Linked DNA regions of Sus scrofa: regions 1, 3 and 4 are each linked to region 2. The links are chromatin contacts, called in public Hi-C and promoter capture Hi-C maps. All regions are on one chromosome and are shown on one strand. Each heading gives the region's core, a stretch centred on a gene start, on an enhancer-like site or on the middle of the called end of the contact. The rest is flanking DNA. Distances are from core to core; before and after follow the strand shown.

The links. Promoter capture Hi-C pulls out the DNA fragments that hold promoters and counts their contacts. A called contact is a pair of places that touch in the nucleus more often than the background predicts.
Region 1: a promoter capture Hi-C map of liver shows a contact between it and region 2, with 5 times the contacts expected there. The contact joins the enhancer-like site here to the promoter of PTPRG in region 2. A contact is called at or near these places in 1 of 5 promoter capture datasets (liver), 6 of 47 Hi-C or Micro-C datasets (embryonic fibroblasts, liver, psoas muscle and 1 more) and 1 of 2 datasets of contacts at active chromatin or transcription factors (skeletal muscle).
Region 3: a contact with region 2 is called in a Hi-C map of liver, with 6 times the contacts expected there. The contact joins the enhancer-like site here to the promoter of PTPRG in region 2. A contact is called at or near these places in 1 of 5 promoter capture datasets (liver), 6 of 47 Hi-C or Micro-C datasets (embryonic fibroblasts, liver, psoas muscle and 1 more) and 1 of 2 datasets of contacts at active chromatin or transcription factors (skeletal muscle).
Region 4: a contact with region 2 is called in a Hi-C map of brain, with 7 times the contacts expected there. The contact joins the promoter of FHIT here to the promoter of PTPRG in region 2. A contact is called at or near these places in 1 of 5 promoter capture datasets (liver), 3 of 47 Hi-C or Micro-C datasets (brain, fetal heart ventricle and heart right ventricle) and 1 of 2 datasets of contacts at active chromatin or transcription factors (skeletal muscle).

Annotation. Positions count from the first base shown.
Region 1 is chr13:43,327,707-43,331,124 of Sscrofa11.1, reverse strand. The region is part of intron 3 of PTPRG (receptor-type tyrosine-protein phosphatase gamma); the gene reads right to left. Among named protein-coding and RNA genes, the nearest start is that of PTPRG, 200 kb to the right of the region's middle. Within about 2 kb of position 1,709, at least 2 of the 83 cell types and tissues checked have an H3K27ac peak or open chromatin away from gene starts, as enhancers often do. A contact at or near this core is called in liver, where this site is marked.
Region 2 is chr13:43,130,923-43,134,120 of Sscrofa11.1, reverse strand. It overlaps PTPRG (receptor-type tyrosine-protein phosphatase gamma), which reads right to left and starts at 1,335. Exons shown (of 31, transcript XM_021070772.1): 1 at 486-1,335. The coding sequence starts at 503.
Region 3 is chr13:43,259,503-43,263,013 of Sscrofa11.1, reverse strand. The region is part of intron 2 of PTPRG (receptor-type tyrosine-protein phosphatase gamma); the gene reads right to left. Among named protein-coding and RNA genes, the nearest start is that of PTPRG, 130 kb to the right of the region's middle. Within about 2 kb of position 1,848, at least 15 of the 83 cell types and tissues checked have an H3K27ac peak or open chromatin away from gene starts, as enhancers often do. A contact at or near this core is called in liver, where this site is marked.
Region 4 is chr13:42,882,881-42,886,405 of Sscrofa11.1, reverse strand. FHIT (bis(5'-adenosyl)-triphosphatase) reads left to right here and starts at 1,607. Exons shown (of 10, transcript XM_021070759.1): 1 at 1,607-1,775.

The DNA.
Region 1 (3,418 bases), core at 460-2,959, 200 kb before region 2:
CGTTGTGATAAATGGAGAGACTGGTGGCTTTTCTGATGAATAACCCTCTCTCTCAATCAAATTCAAGACCATAAACATGGATTCTAATAACCGTATTTATGACTATGATTTTACAGATAAAAACCTGAAATCAATTAATATATTTCTAATTATTATATTTTCTGTCCTCCCACTGCATAAATCTATTCTGTTCTGTAAGGAGAGTTCAAAATCAAATTGTCAAATATTCATCCGAACTTATATTTTAAGCATTCTACAACCCACTGAAGTGGAAGTCTTTTGAAGCCTAAAAGTGTATATTTTCTACCTTTTATATTACAGCCGTACCTAATTTATTAAAATCACTTAAAACATCTAAGTGCCAAGCAATTCATATGAAAAAAAAAACAAAAAACTTTTTTTTTTTTTTTTGTCTTTTTAGGGCAGCACCCACAGCATATGGAGGTTCCCAGGCTAGGGGTCGAATCAGAGCTGTAGCTGCTGGCCTACATCACAACCTCAGCAACAATGGATCTGAGCCACATCTGCCACTTCCACCACAGCTCACAACAATGCTTAACCCACTGAGCAAGGCCAGGGATGGAATCTACATCCTCATGGATGCTAATCAGGTTCATTAACCACTGAGCCATGATGCAAATTCCTGAAAAAAAAAAAACTTTAAATGCTCTTAAGATCCAGTAAGACATATTCTACAAAGGGCAGCACTCAGAACAACCTTTAGAAAAATTACTGAAATGAGAATCTATGCATTTTGAGGTTGTCTGAGTAAGGAAAGTTAGGAAAAATTATTTACAACAGTGAAATCATGATATATTTGAACAAACCAAAAGAAAACAGAGTAAAAGAGCATGGTGTCCCTTTCTTACTACAAAAAAATACTTAACAAATGGAGTGTGGCTATTCTATTTGAAGTAATACTTCAATAATGAATAGCTGTTTTATAACAAACATTTTAATTGGAAAAAATATTTTAATATAATAACGGTGTTAAATAATACATTTGTGATAGGAACATATCTCCTTTTTATAATTCAATTGGTATTTCCACCAGAGAGATTTGAAATCCCAAATCTACCCCTTTCACATATGTATGGAAACCTGGAAGATACAGTTATCAATCAGGAATGTTAGACTCAAAAATTTAAGAGAAAAAAAACTTAAAAGAGAAAACATATTCCAAAACCAAAGTCTCTTATCAACAGTAACGACAAACAAAATTCTTTGGAACTAGTCTTGGATGTGAGAAAGAAGACAGGATACGAAAAAGACACTACGATAATGCCAACATTTCTTTGGGGAGAAAAGTGCTTCTCACATGACCTTCAACATAAATAGCCATCTGGATTTGAATTCCAAATTGTAGGGACCAAGGGAGCTGGAATAACACAGATTTGAACACAATTTAAATGAATATGTGAATACTTGGGTAAGATGTTATCATTCTAATTCAAAGAAAGAATATTTCTGGGTCAACCTGGCATATGAATGATCTCTCACACCTTTTCAAAATCTCCGTAGGCCTACTACAGGAGTATCAGGATAAATATATTCGATCTTGGTATATTTAACCTTCTAAGTCACTGCCTATCACAGATAATGAGATTTCATTTTCAAAAGAGAAAGAGGAAAAGAGACTTTGAGCTCCCTGGGGGCAGTGACCACACGAATCTGTCTTTATCTAAACATGAACAAGAGGACAGAGCAAGTAGATAACAACCACCTGCTCCGTAGAAAGATAAGGACACCTTGACCTGTAAAGATACACAAACACCCATTTACATCCCGAACAGAGTATAATCTTTTAGGCCATACATGGAAGTGAGGAATCCACTCTGTGACCATTATTACAACATTAACATTACTCATATCAAACATTAAGGTGCTGACACTTGACAAAAAGCTAGATCATGATGACCTGACAGTCACCACGCATAGCTCTATTTTCCTTTCCACTCCCTTTTGTAAAAGTGATCACTTATGAAAGCGTGCTATGCCCTGCCCAGCTTTGAAGTGACTTGTCAAGGTTCACACCAGGTAACTGTAAATTTTCTCATGGTGCTGCAGCATCTTGATCAGCTCCTCTGAAGGGTCCTTCACGGCTAGCAATACGAAGACATATTATTTCATAACAGCTTCTTAGATCAAAGGATTGACACAAGGAGTAGTCACCAGGGACCTCAAAAATAAAACAATAACAATAAAAGCAATCTCATCACCTCTTTACTGCTGCCTATCATTAATTGCCTTCACACAATATGAGAGGAGGGGCTTTTCCCCATGACCAGAGTTGTGATATATGCTTTTATGAGTTCATGCAAAAACTCCTGGAATGGTCAACTTGCCAAGCTTTCCATTTCTCCTCTCTGGTCTCCAGAGAGGAGTGAATGCCATGCCACTCACTGCAACACCTCAGCCAACCCGCATGACACAGCCTGCTGCATTCTTGCCAGAGAATATTTGCTCCATTTAGGAAATGATTTTGTAACTGGCTAGAAAGGTGGAGCTCTCACAGCATCATGGCGACAGACTGCACAAAAGCAAGGAACTCAGGAGAGCCTGTAGCACAGGGTTTCTCAACCTGGACACTACTGACATCAGGGGCCAGATAATTCCTTCTTGTGGGGGCCATGCTATGCATGCTAAGACACTGAACAGCATCCTGGGCTACTCAAGGTTCTAGAATAAGTCCCAACTAAAGTTAGAGTGATTTTAGGAATATTATTTAATCTTTCCTAGTTCCATTATCGCTTCACTTTTTTTCTGCCCCAGAATACCTGCCCCAGATATCCACATGGCTCAGTCTCTCATTATACGCAAATTCTTTTCCCAAATAGCACCTCATTAGAAGGCCTTTTCTGGCTTCCCCTTCTGAAATAGCACCTTTCTTCTTTTCATGTCTCTTGATGACCTTACCTTACTTTAGTTTTTATAGTATTATTTCATGAGATTACTTATTATTCTGTGCATGCTTCAGTGTCAGTCTTCACCAGGTAAAAAATTTTGTTTGTTTTGTTCTCTATTACAGCCCTGCTACCTAGAACTATGGCCAGGGTTCGATAAATACTCTTTCAGTGAATGATTCAATGAATTGCAGACTGGTGAGAAGAAGACACGCACACGCGCACACACACACACACACACACACACACACACACACACAAAACGCTCACTTTCAGTCCCTGATTTATTTAGCTAAAGATGCAAAACTTTGGCAGAAATCATGCTGAGGAGCTATAATTCCCTGAGACAAGCAAAAGGAAAGGAGGGCTACATGGGGCATTCTTGATCTCGAGAGGCCTGTACACGTGGAAGATCTTAAACTAACATCTGCTTTTCACTTAAAAGATGGATGGATGGAAGTGTTGGGTTGCCCCACTTCCAAACTTAGCTTCAGTGACTAGGAGGGCAGGTCACG
Region 2 (3,198 bases), core at 86-2,585:
GGCACCAGCCTCCCCAAAGGGTCGGGGAGCAGCAAATCACGCCCCCCCATAAGCTCCTTCAAACCCCGTCTGAGCAAGGGGCGCACCCTGCGCCCCCCAAACCCACAAAGGCATCCTCCCCATTGCCCCGGTCTCAAAAACCCCAGAGCTCTAGCTCCCCCGAACAGCGGCGAATCAGCAGAATGAGTCTTCTTTTCTCCCGACTCCGGCCCCCTTAGGCCCCCCAAACCCGAGAGAAACACAGACTTCTGCGGCCCCCGGCCCCCTTCCCGGCCAGCCCCTACTTCCATCCTCCCCAACCGCCAGCCTCCCTAAATGCTGCCAGAGCCAGCGGAGCGTATCCCTCTCCCCTTCATGGGCGCCCGACCCCCCTCCACTCTCTCCGGGGTCCCGGGGACGGGTGCCTGAGCTCCGTGCCCCGGGAATAACTCCATATCCCCCGCGCGCGCCGGCCAGGGCCGCGTCCCTCGGCGGCCGGCACTCACCGGGGAAGCACACGACATAATGGAGCACGGAACTGGTGATTTTCAGGAACAAAATCCACCAACACGGTTCCAGTAACCTCCGCATGTCCGAAAACGCACATCGAAAAGAGGAAGGCAGGGGGGTGGTAAACTTGTTGAATAAGTTCTTGCCTCCGTGTGAGCCTCCAAGCCTGGGCTCTTCCCCTGCTCGCCCGCTCAACGGGCCCCCCGCTCTCGGCGGCCCAAGTCCCCCTGGAATCCGGGAAACCGCTGAGCGCCCCCCGGAAAAATCTCAAAAAGTGACCGGGAACGTGGAGCCACGCTGGGGACGATCCTCGGCGGAGAAGGGCTGTTTTCTGTTCAAATAGGAGCGAGCAGGGCGAGGAGTCGGCGCGCGGCGGCGATGCCCGGGGCCCGGGGCAGGCAGGGACTGAAGGCGGCGGCGGCGGCTAGCAGCCGAGGATCCCCAACTTGAATCGGCAGCGCAGCCCTAAAGCCGGCGGGCGGCGGCGGGGCTGAGCGCGGCACAGCGTCTCCGGGCTTCAGGCAGGCAGCTCCTTCCAGGGCCCCGGGAAGGAAGGAGGCATGTTTGCGAGCAGGGAAGGGGAGGGTAGTGGCAGGAGGAGCGAAGAGCCCCCCCAAAATAGAAACGGCTAGAGGAAACCAAGGAAAACACAAAGGATCTCAGAGGGGCGCTGGGGCGAGGGCGCCTTCAGTCCATGCTCCTGAAAGTTGTGGCTCCGGCGCGAGCTGGGGAGGATCGGGGAGCGCGGGGCTGGAAACTAGCCATGCCTCCATACAGGAAGTAACATGTGAGCATGGATCCTGGCAGAGACTTTAAAGCCGGCGAGCGAGCAGGGGGCGCGCGGCGGCGGTGGCGGCGGCGCGCGATCAAGGACGCGCGGAGACTGCGGGGACGCGCAGCGGGGCTGCCGGCAGCGGGCGCGCGCGCACCGCGCTCTTAAAGCAGCCACGCTCGGCTCCCGCCTCTGTGGGGTCCCACAGCCCACTTCTCTCCCCTCGCCAGGCCGGAGTGCTGTGGACTCGGCGGGGGCAGTTTGGGTGCCGAGGGCTGCTCTGGCTGGGTCTCGGAAAGCGGGAGAAGGGCAGCTGCTTCTAGGGGTCAGCGAGTCTTTGCCAGATTCCCGTTCAGCTAGCTCTTAAAGACGCCGCAGTTTGAGCGGCTTTGGCAGCTGTCCCCTGGACCCCGTCAGCGTTTTTCGCGGACGGGAGACTTGTAGGGGCCCAGGCTCGGGTTTGAAGAGAGGAGGGGGGCCGACGGCTGCCTTCATAGCGTGATGGGGTTTCGTGTTGGGTTTCCGCGCCTTGGTAGCGCCGCGGCGGGGCGCGCCCTGCTCACTCCTTGCTTGCGCCCCCCAGCCTGGCGAATTCCCCCGCTTTGGAAACAAAGCCGAATGGCCTTTGCACTCGGACTGAGCTTTGAGATTTAATTTTTTTCTTCATTTCTCTCTCTCTCTTTTCCTTTTCTTTTCCGCCTTCCATTGGCCATGTTCCCGACTGGGGAGAGGTGGGGGTGGGGAGGCATATCGATCCTAGGCTTTTGAAATCCTGTCCTTCCGAGTCCCACACCCCTTTTCCCGGCGCCACGATGGTTCGGTGGCAGAGTTTTCCCAACTCGCGGCTTCACAGGAGGAGGGAAGGTTCCCTTACTCCGGCCTGGTGGTGGAGAGGGTGCAGGAAGTGCGCCTCTTACCCCTGACTGGGTGAAAGCTGCGCCCCTGGGCAGGACCGATTTCCTGGCAGCTACTCGGGGAGCCGCAACCTCTTTAGCAATCGCGGAGAGGCGTGTGAGGGAAATGGGAGGACTGGGCTTATCTGTTAGAGTTTTGTCCCTTGGCTCTCGGTGAGAGAGATCTTTATCGCTAAGACTTCTAAGCGCCCTATTTTCCCCTCTTATGGCGGTGCTAAAAGTGGGGGAGGTGGGCTTTTGATTAAATGGGTAATTCAGCCAAAGTAATTAGCCATTTGTAATTTTTGCCTAATTTTTCTGCCTCAGTTTAAAAGCCATCTTGACTTGTTTTTATCATGCCCCTGCTGTTTCATCCCACCACGCAGGGTCCTCCACCCACCCAAACATCCCAACCGGATGCTAGGTTTTCAAATAATATACACATGTTCGAAATCCTCCCACAAGATGTGATTAGGGAAGTAGTTTTACACCCACACTTCCAAAAGAAAAACCTTTGAAAAGTTAAATTTGGGATTAGGGACTAATAAAAGCCAGGAAGTTCCTGGGGAGCCCTCCCCCTCCCATCTTTAGCAGAACGGAGTGAACACCCTGCCCCAGGGTGGGGAATGAGTTGAGTTTGTTTGTTTTGGAGTTTGGTCCTTCCTGGTTTTGTTGGAATCTTGATTCCCCCATAAATGCTTGAGAGGGTCAGTTTTCTTGGAAGTGTTGTATTTAAGGGATGTCCATAGGTCAGTGGAAACTTTTGAGAGGTTCATATAACCCCTATGTGTCTGGCTACCTCATTAAAAATTGAGTGATAAAATGAGGAAATCCCGAGGAATTTGAATCAGAACATAACACCTGGATAACCATCCCCAAATGAGTTCCTCCTTCGCAAAATGAATGTAATAAAAACTGTCATTTGGAATGCTTACCATGTACTAGGCATTGTGCTAAATTATTTCTCTAAACTGTTCATTCCACAAATATACTGAGCACTTATTGAGGGGAGGAGACAACTGGGGATACAGCCATGAACCAAAA
Region 3 (3,511 bases), core at 599-3,098, 130 kb before region 2:
TGCAAACAATGAGAACTGGTGAAGTTGTCGCCAGTGAATCCACTACCTGACTGGGACTAATGCCAGAACAAAGCCTGGCAAAGCTCTTCCCCATCACCTAACCCAGAGGAGGACTTGGATAGTGACCAAAGGGGGGAGGGGGGAGGTGGCCACAAACAGAACAATCTTAGCAGAAGTGGGAACTGCTTGAAGGTATGCGCCTTGCCTGACTCACAGTCCTTCCACTGACAAGCTTTCATTCCAAAGCATCTGAGAGGAATACCATTTCTAACTCTACTAACACTTAGTAGCCAAAGAATTTTCAGAACACAACTTAGAGTGCCCAAACTCTTCCGGTATAAAATAAATAAAAGCTGGGTTAAATCCTCAATTTCTCAGATCAACTCATTTCAGTGACGGCATAACACTCTACATGACACAGACTTCTATTTTGTCATCACTGTGATTATCGGACTAATTTGTTCTCCATTTCTTTTTTTTTTTTTTTTTGCCTTTTCTAGGGCCGCTCCCGCGGCATATGGAGGTTCCCAGGCTAGGGGTCGAATCGGAGCTGTAGCTGCCGGCCTATACCACAGCCACAGCAATGCGGATCTGAGCCACGTCTGCGACCTACACCACAGCTCACGGCAACGCCAGATCCTTAACCCACTGAGCAAGGCCAGGGATTGAACCCGCAACTTCATGGTTCCTAGTCGGATTCGTTAACCACTGAGCCATGACGGGAACTCCCTGTTCTCCATTTCTTAAGAAAAGTATTCACCAAAAATAAACAGAAAGACTAAAATTTCTGATGCTACTTTCACCCACGCACACAGAAATGCCCCTGCCTGTAATTCACGTTTGCCCTTGCAGCTTCAGCTTTGGCACCTAAATTTCCAAGGACACAATGGCATGAGCATCCTATCACAGAAGTCCAGTTTTCCCAGCTGGGCAGTCACATCAGTCTCTCACTGTGTCTCATTCAATTCCAGTTTCCCTAGAAGAGACTGATTAGCTATTTTATTGGGATATTTTCCCAAAGCCCCCTCCAAAGTGAATTTCATCTAGGCCAGAGAGTCTATCTTTTAAACAGACCATCATAAATATGCATGTAGTCTTGTTGAAAATCCTTCCAGAGTTTCTCTAAGATCCAGTCACCAAACTATCGTGTTGTATGTGTGTGCGTGTGTGTACACACGTGTGAATGTATGCATAGTTATAACGCTTTATTATAGATGATGCCAGAGGACATTTACATGAATCATTTCCCCAAATAGGTAATTCCAATCATCAAATCACTTTTGGCTGGCATTAGGGATCTTTGTTACGGCAGCTCCAAATATGAATTGCAAAACATTTTCCCTAGGCTAATGGCAAATATAATTTCCACTCCTAGAACATAAAATGCAGAGTGATGGATTATTATGGTAAAAAGAGTCCTCAAACAGGAGTCAGGATGCCTGGGCTGAGAAAGGTTTGATTCACCAGCACGGGCTCTTTAACCAATCATTGCCAAACTCCTCAACCTCTGCCCTCTCTGTAAAGTGAAAGGTTACACCAGACCATGTTAGGCTATTTTCCCTGATGCACTAAGAAGCCAAGTAGAACAACAGTCCAGGAATTCAGCAGGCAAAAGTCGAGGTCAAGCCACCTAGGATTCTGCTACTGACAAGCCTCACACAAAATAACCTAGGGAAAAAAAAAAAAAGAAAGAAAGCTGGGATATGGCAATGTTTACCATTTACTAGGCAATGACCCAGAAACAGGAAAAGGACGCAGAATTTAAAGTAGCAGCTGACAAGGGCACTCAGAACTGAATTTTGCAAACATGAGTGTTAAGTCCTTTGGTATGGAAAATACCAGGGAGAGAGGCTGGGACACTGGCTCCTTTCTTTTACTGGAGTTGCCCACACCCCTCTCAGTGAGGAGCCAGATCAGATGGCTCCAATCTACCAAAGAGCTCCAGGACCCAGGGAAATGCCAAGAGCCTTCCCTACAGTACAGCTAATCACCAGCAAAGCTCAAGACCGCTTCCACAGCTGGTGGCCTCTGGGTCGCTGGAAAGATCCAGGTGGCCACAGGAAAGGGGCCTCTGATGAACTCATGCTTTATCTAGCTCTGATTCTTCAAAGATTCTCAGCTGGGAGGACCAATGCCTGGATACAGTCTAGGCTGCCACCTGGGGACATGCTTCCCAGGATGGTCAGCACACGGCCCCCCCCCCTTTTTTTTTTTTTTCGTTTTTTTTTTTTTTGGCCTGAGGTCAGAAAACAATTTTCCAGGACCATATAGGTCTAAATCCTGGTTTTTGCCTAATCTTCTGTAAATAATAAAAATCTGGCTGGAAACATAGATTACTCTGGGGGAGCCCTCCCTCTCTCTCTCTGGTGACAACATCTGCACCTGGCAATGCACTCTCCCTGACAACCACCTAAATGGGCCTCAGGTGGAGAAGGTGGTGTCAACCACGTCTCAGGAAGGTCAGACACCCATAAAAGAAGGGGCTCAGCAGACCACATCCCAAACCACGTAATTATCAAGTAGCTGTACTTAAATGACTTCTGCTCAGAAGCAGTTTGCAAAATCTGGGTACCCAATTTCACTTCTGGAAGCTCGTCTGAGCTTCCCACACCCCTCTCAACATAATGGCATGTGATTAAACTGTCTTATTCTGTTAGCCTTTTAGCAGACATGGAAACAAAAAAAGTCATAATCCTACCATAAAGCTGTCATAGTTTGAGGGCTATTTAACAAATTGATTTTCAGAAACGGAGCAGGTATTTCTGTATATTATATGCCACCCCCACAAATGTTTCTCTAAGTGAATGCAAATTGGCCTCTAAAGAATTTGTGTAATGTGTTAATGAAAAGATTTCTATGACCAATGAAGCTCTAAAGTCCTACTTAAGAAATAATGCACGCTTTCCTAACTTCTCATTCTTTTTCATACTTTTGTAGAAATATGAAAGTTAACCATTTCATTTTCTTTTCATCGCAATCACTCTATTTGGGAGAAAAAAACACCAACCAGTAACTTCCAAAAGGGACCCAAAGTCCCACTGTATAGCACAGGGAAATTTATTCAATATTTTGTAATAACCTATAAGGGAAAAGAATCTGAATATATATGTCTGAATATATCTGATATATATATATATGAATAACTGTGATGTACACTTGAAACTAATATATGGTAAAGCAACTATACTTCGATTAAAAAAAAACCAAAAAAACACGAAAAGACAATCCACAAAATGGGAGAAAATCTTTGCAAATGAATCAACTGATAAGGGATTAATCTCCAAAATTTATAAACACCTTCTGCAGCTCCATACCAAAAAAACAAACAACCCCATCAAAAAGTGGGCAGAAGATCTAAACAGACAGTTCTCCAAAGAAGACACACAGATGGCCAAAAAACACATGAAAAGATGTTCAACATCACTATTATTAGAGAAATGCATTATTAGAGAAATGCAAATCAAAACCACTCTGAGGTACCACCTTACACCAGCCAGAATGGCCATCATCC
Region 4 (3,525 bases), core at 358-2,857, 250 kb after region 2:
GTCCAAGTGAAATCACTTTTTGTTTCTCCCTTTTAAATGTAAAAGACAAGTAAATAAATAAATCTTTTTTCTTGGCACTGGGATTGGGAGGAAAGGAAATAAAAGAGAAAGAGGTAATCTTGAAGAAGGGAGGTTGCTATAAGAAGCAGCATTGTGGAGTTCTCTTGTGGCACAGTGGGTTAAGGACCTGGTGTTGTCAGCACAGCGGCTTGGGTCACAGCTCCACCGGGATTCAATCCTTGGCCTAAGAACTTCCACATGTGGTGGGTGTGGCAAAAAGAAAAGGCTGGGGTGGTGGAGAGAAGCAGCACTGTGCAGTAACAAGAGTCTGAAGCTATTTATGAGTTGTATGTCTTTCAAAAATTATTTAACTGTTATGCAATATTCAGTTGCATTTATTGCAAAATTAAGTTTGCTTCTCATCCTCCGCTAGATCAGGAGCATCTTAAAATTGGAAACTGAGAATGATTCAATGATTTATCTAGCACCTACATGGCACTGGGCACAGAATATATTGAGAGAATAATTTTGAATTTAAAAAGGGAGCAGGTGCAAGGGCCAGAGATGGGTTTAATTGATTTGCATCAAAGAAAGGGGGAAACAGAATAATTGATTCGATTACTCAAAATATACTTATGGAGTGCCCAATACACACACACACACACATATACATACAGTATATATAAAAATATATGGTATGGGTGTGTGTGTGTGTGTATATATATATATTATATATAAAACTTATATATAATATAAGTTTTTGGAGTTCCTGCCACTGGCACAGTGGGTTAAGAGTCCAACTGCAGTGGCTCAGATCTCTGTGGAGGTGCGGGTTGGATTCCCACCCAGCAGTGTGGGTTAAAGTATCCTGCTTTGCTTGGATTCCATCCTTGGCGGGAGAACTTGCATATGCTGCCGGTGTGGCCTTTAAAAAAATATATATCTCTATATATCTATATATATATCAATATATCTATATATACACACATAGAGTAATATATACATATATAAATGTATATTATACATATTATATATATTATTTATACTTCCAGGCGCTAGAAATATTGCAGTGACCAGAAAAAATCCCCATATCTGCCATAGATCTTTTATTCTAGGGCACAGGTGTGAAAGAGAAAAATAGCACAAAAAAAGGGAGAAGGGAAGGGACGGGGGAGCTTGTGGTACCATTTTAGGTAGGATGCCAGGGAAGGCCCAATGTAGTCATGAGCTGGATGAGCTTTCAGAGAGAAACATATGAAAGGCTTTAGGAATCAAGAACCATCCAGAGTGAGGAGAGGTAGTCAAAGGAAACCCAGACAGGAATAGTGAGGAGGAATAAGCTGGGAGGAAAGAAGGAAGCAAAAATGCAGCAATCATGTTACTTTTTACATGTGATAAAAAACAGATTGTGTGAATTATGACGAAATCCCTTTCCGAAGGAATTCTCTCCTCAGCCTCTCTCCTGAGTCAGTGTTTTCCATCCCTAAACAGAGATTTTGCCACTCTGGCTTCTGATTGGCCCGGTGTAGGCGCGCGCTCTGCGCCATTGGCCCTCCTACCTGTCTCGCTAGGAGTGGCCATCTTGAATCCCGTCCCTGCCGCGGGGCTGCCTGGGAATTGTAGTCCTTGTTGCGCTCTGTCCCGCGTCAGGACTTTTTGCCCTCTGCTCCCGAGCCCCTCAGGCAGCCACCCCCGTGGGCACACGCCCAGGAGCTGTTCCTGCCCCGCGCTCCCTCCCTCCACCTTTCACTTCCCAGCCGCAAACATCTCGGAAGGTAGGGGCGGGGGGCAAGCCGAAGTCGAACAACGTTTCTGTGGCGTGGGTTTGTGTTTCCAAGCGCGACGGGTCATTACTCCCGCGGCCCACTGGGGCGGGAACTGACTGGGTACACGCAGCTTGTTGGGAAGTGGTGGGGTTCTGTCTCGAGGACCCGCCCACCTCAGCCAAACCTTTTCACCGCCTGTTCCTGAGCACTGGCCCTAACCCTAATCGCCCCTCCTCCGCTGCATGTTATAAGTAGGTAAACTGAGGCATGGGGCCACACCATTGGTTCTTGGGACGTCCCGGCTCCCAGCTGATGGTGTAGTTGGCACTGACCATTTTAAATGGTTTTCACTTTCATTGTCAAGTACCAGAACTCTGCCCCAACAGATAGAGATATGCGTTAAACACGCAGCTCTGGGTCCCCATGGGAAATGGGGAGGGTTTGAACACGTGTCCAGGAGAGGACTCAAGCTGAGCACAGAGAAGGCAGTATTTTGGAAGAGAATTTTAATTTGTTATTTAAAAAGACACAAATTATGGTAAGAGAAATAAGCATTCTTTTGGACTTTCTTACGTCTATTTTATGGCTTACTGATGTTTTTATGAAAACGTGTTTTTTTTTTTTTTTTTTTTTAATTTTTTTTAAGGTATGTTCATGTGGGGGCAAAAAGGCCAGTTAGTGGAACTGGAGCTTATCTGCGGCTTTCTCTCTAGGATAAAATTCTGCCTCTGCTGTATGACCAGACACTCACAGTGCTTATCTAGGAAAAAAAAAAAAAAAAATGGTTAACGCTCCCTGCCCGAGTGCACAAGGTTGCCGCCAGGAGCTGAAATCTAAATGCAATCTTGCTTGTGAAAGTTTGTCACTTGCAAATTTACTGCTTTATTATTATGAGTCTCTCAGAAATGCGTTGGGCTTCAGCACTAAATACGGCCAGTAGTCGTTTCAGAAAGGCTGTGACCTGTGCTGGGACCGGGACTACCGAGAATGGCCTGGACTCGTACCTGTGAACTGGTCTACCTGAACTGGCCACTTCCTGGCTCCATTTTACCACCGGCGGCGGAGGCAGTGGAGGCTGCTGGGTCTTGGAGTCCAGGCCTCTTGTTTCCGGAGGGTAGAACTCCATCTCCCAGCGTGCCACTTTGCTTGGCGAGGTGTCTCCTGGGAGGTGAAGTCTCACTTCCAGTCGTTCTGTGGAGCACACCCTAGGCTTGGAACTACAACTTCCATGTGGCCCTGCGTTCTTGGCTGCCTGCGTCCACCTAAAGAGAGGTGTTTAGTAAAAGTATATTTTGGTTATTGTTGTCGTTTATTGTATACTCTCTTCCAAGTACTATGTAGAGGATTATTGCATATGTTTTTAAGTATGTTAGGGATTATGCATGTGTTCAACACTGCTGCCACTGGACAGTTGACAGATCCTGCTTACACTATCTCTTTTAATAAAATACTGCATCTCCCATTTGTAGGGGAAAAAACTTGAGAAGACAACATATGGTCATACACATAGTAATAAACTGTAATCTATACTTTATAAATAAATAGGTGTTATATTTAATTATTATAGTTTAATCCTTTAAAGAGCTATATGAGGGAAATAGCCATTTTCATATGCATTTTCCATAATAGAAAGCTAGGAAAGTTAAGCAATGTGTTTGTGGTGCTGGGATTAAGAATAACCCCTTGTCACTGCTGTGGCTCTGGCACAGGTTCCATCCCTGCCCCTGAAACTTCCCCATGATGTGGGCCTGGCCAAAAA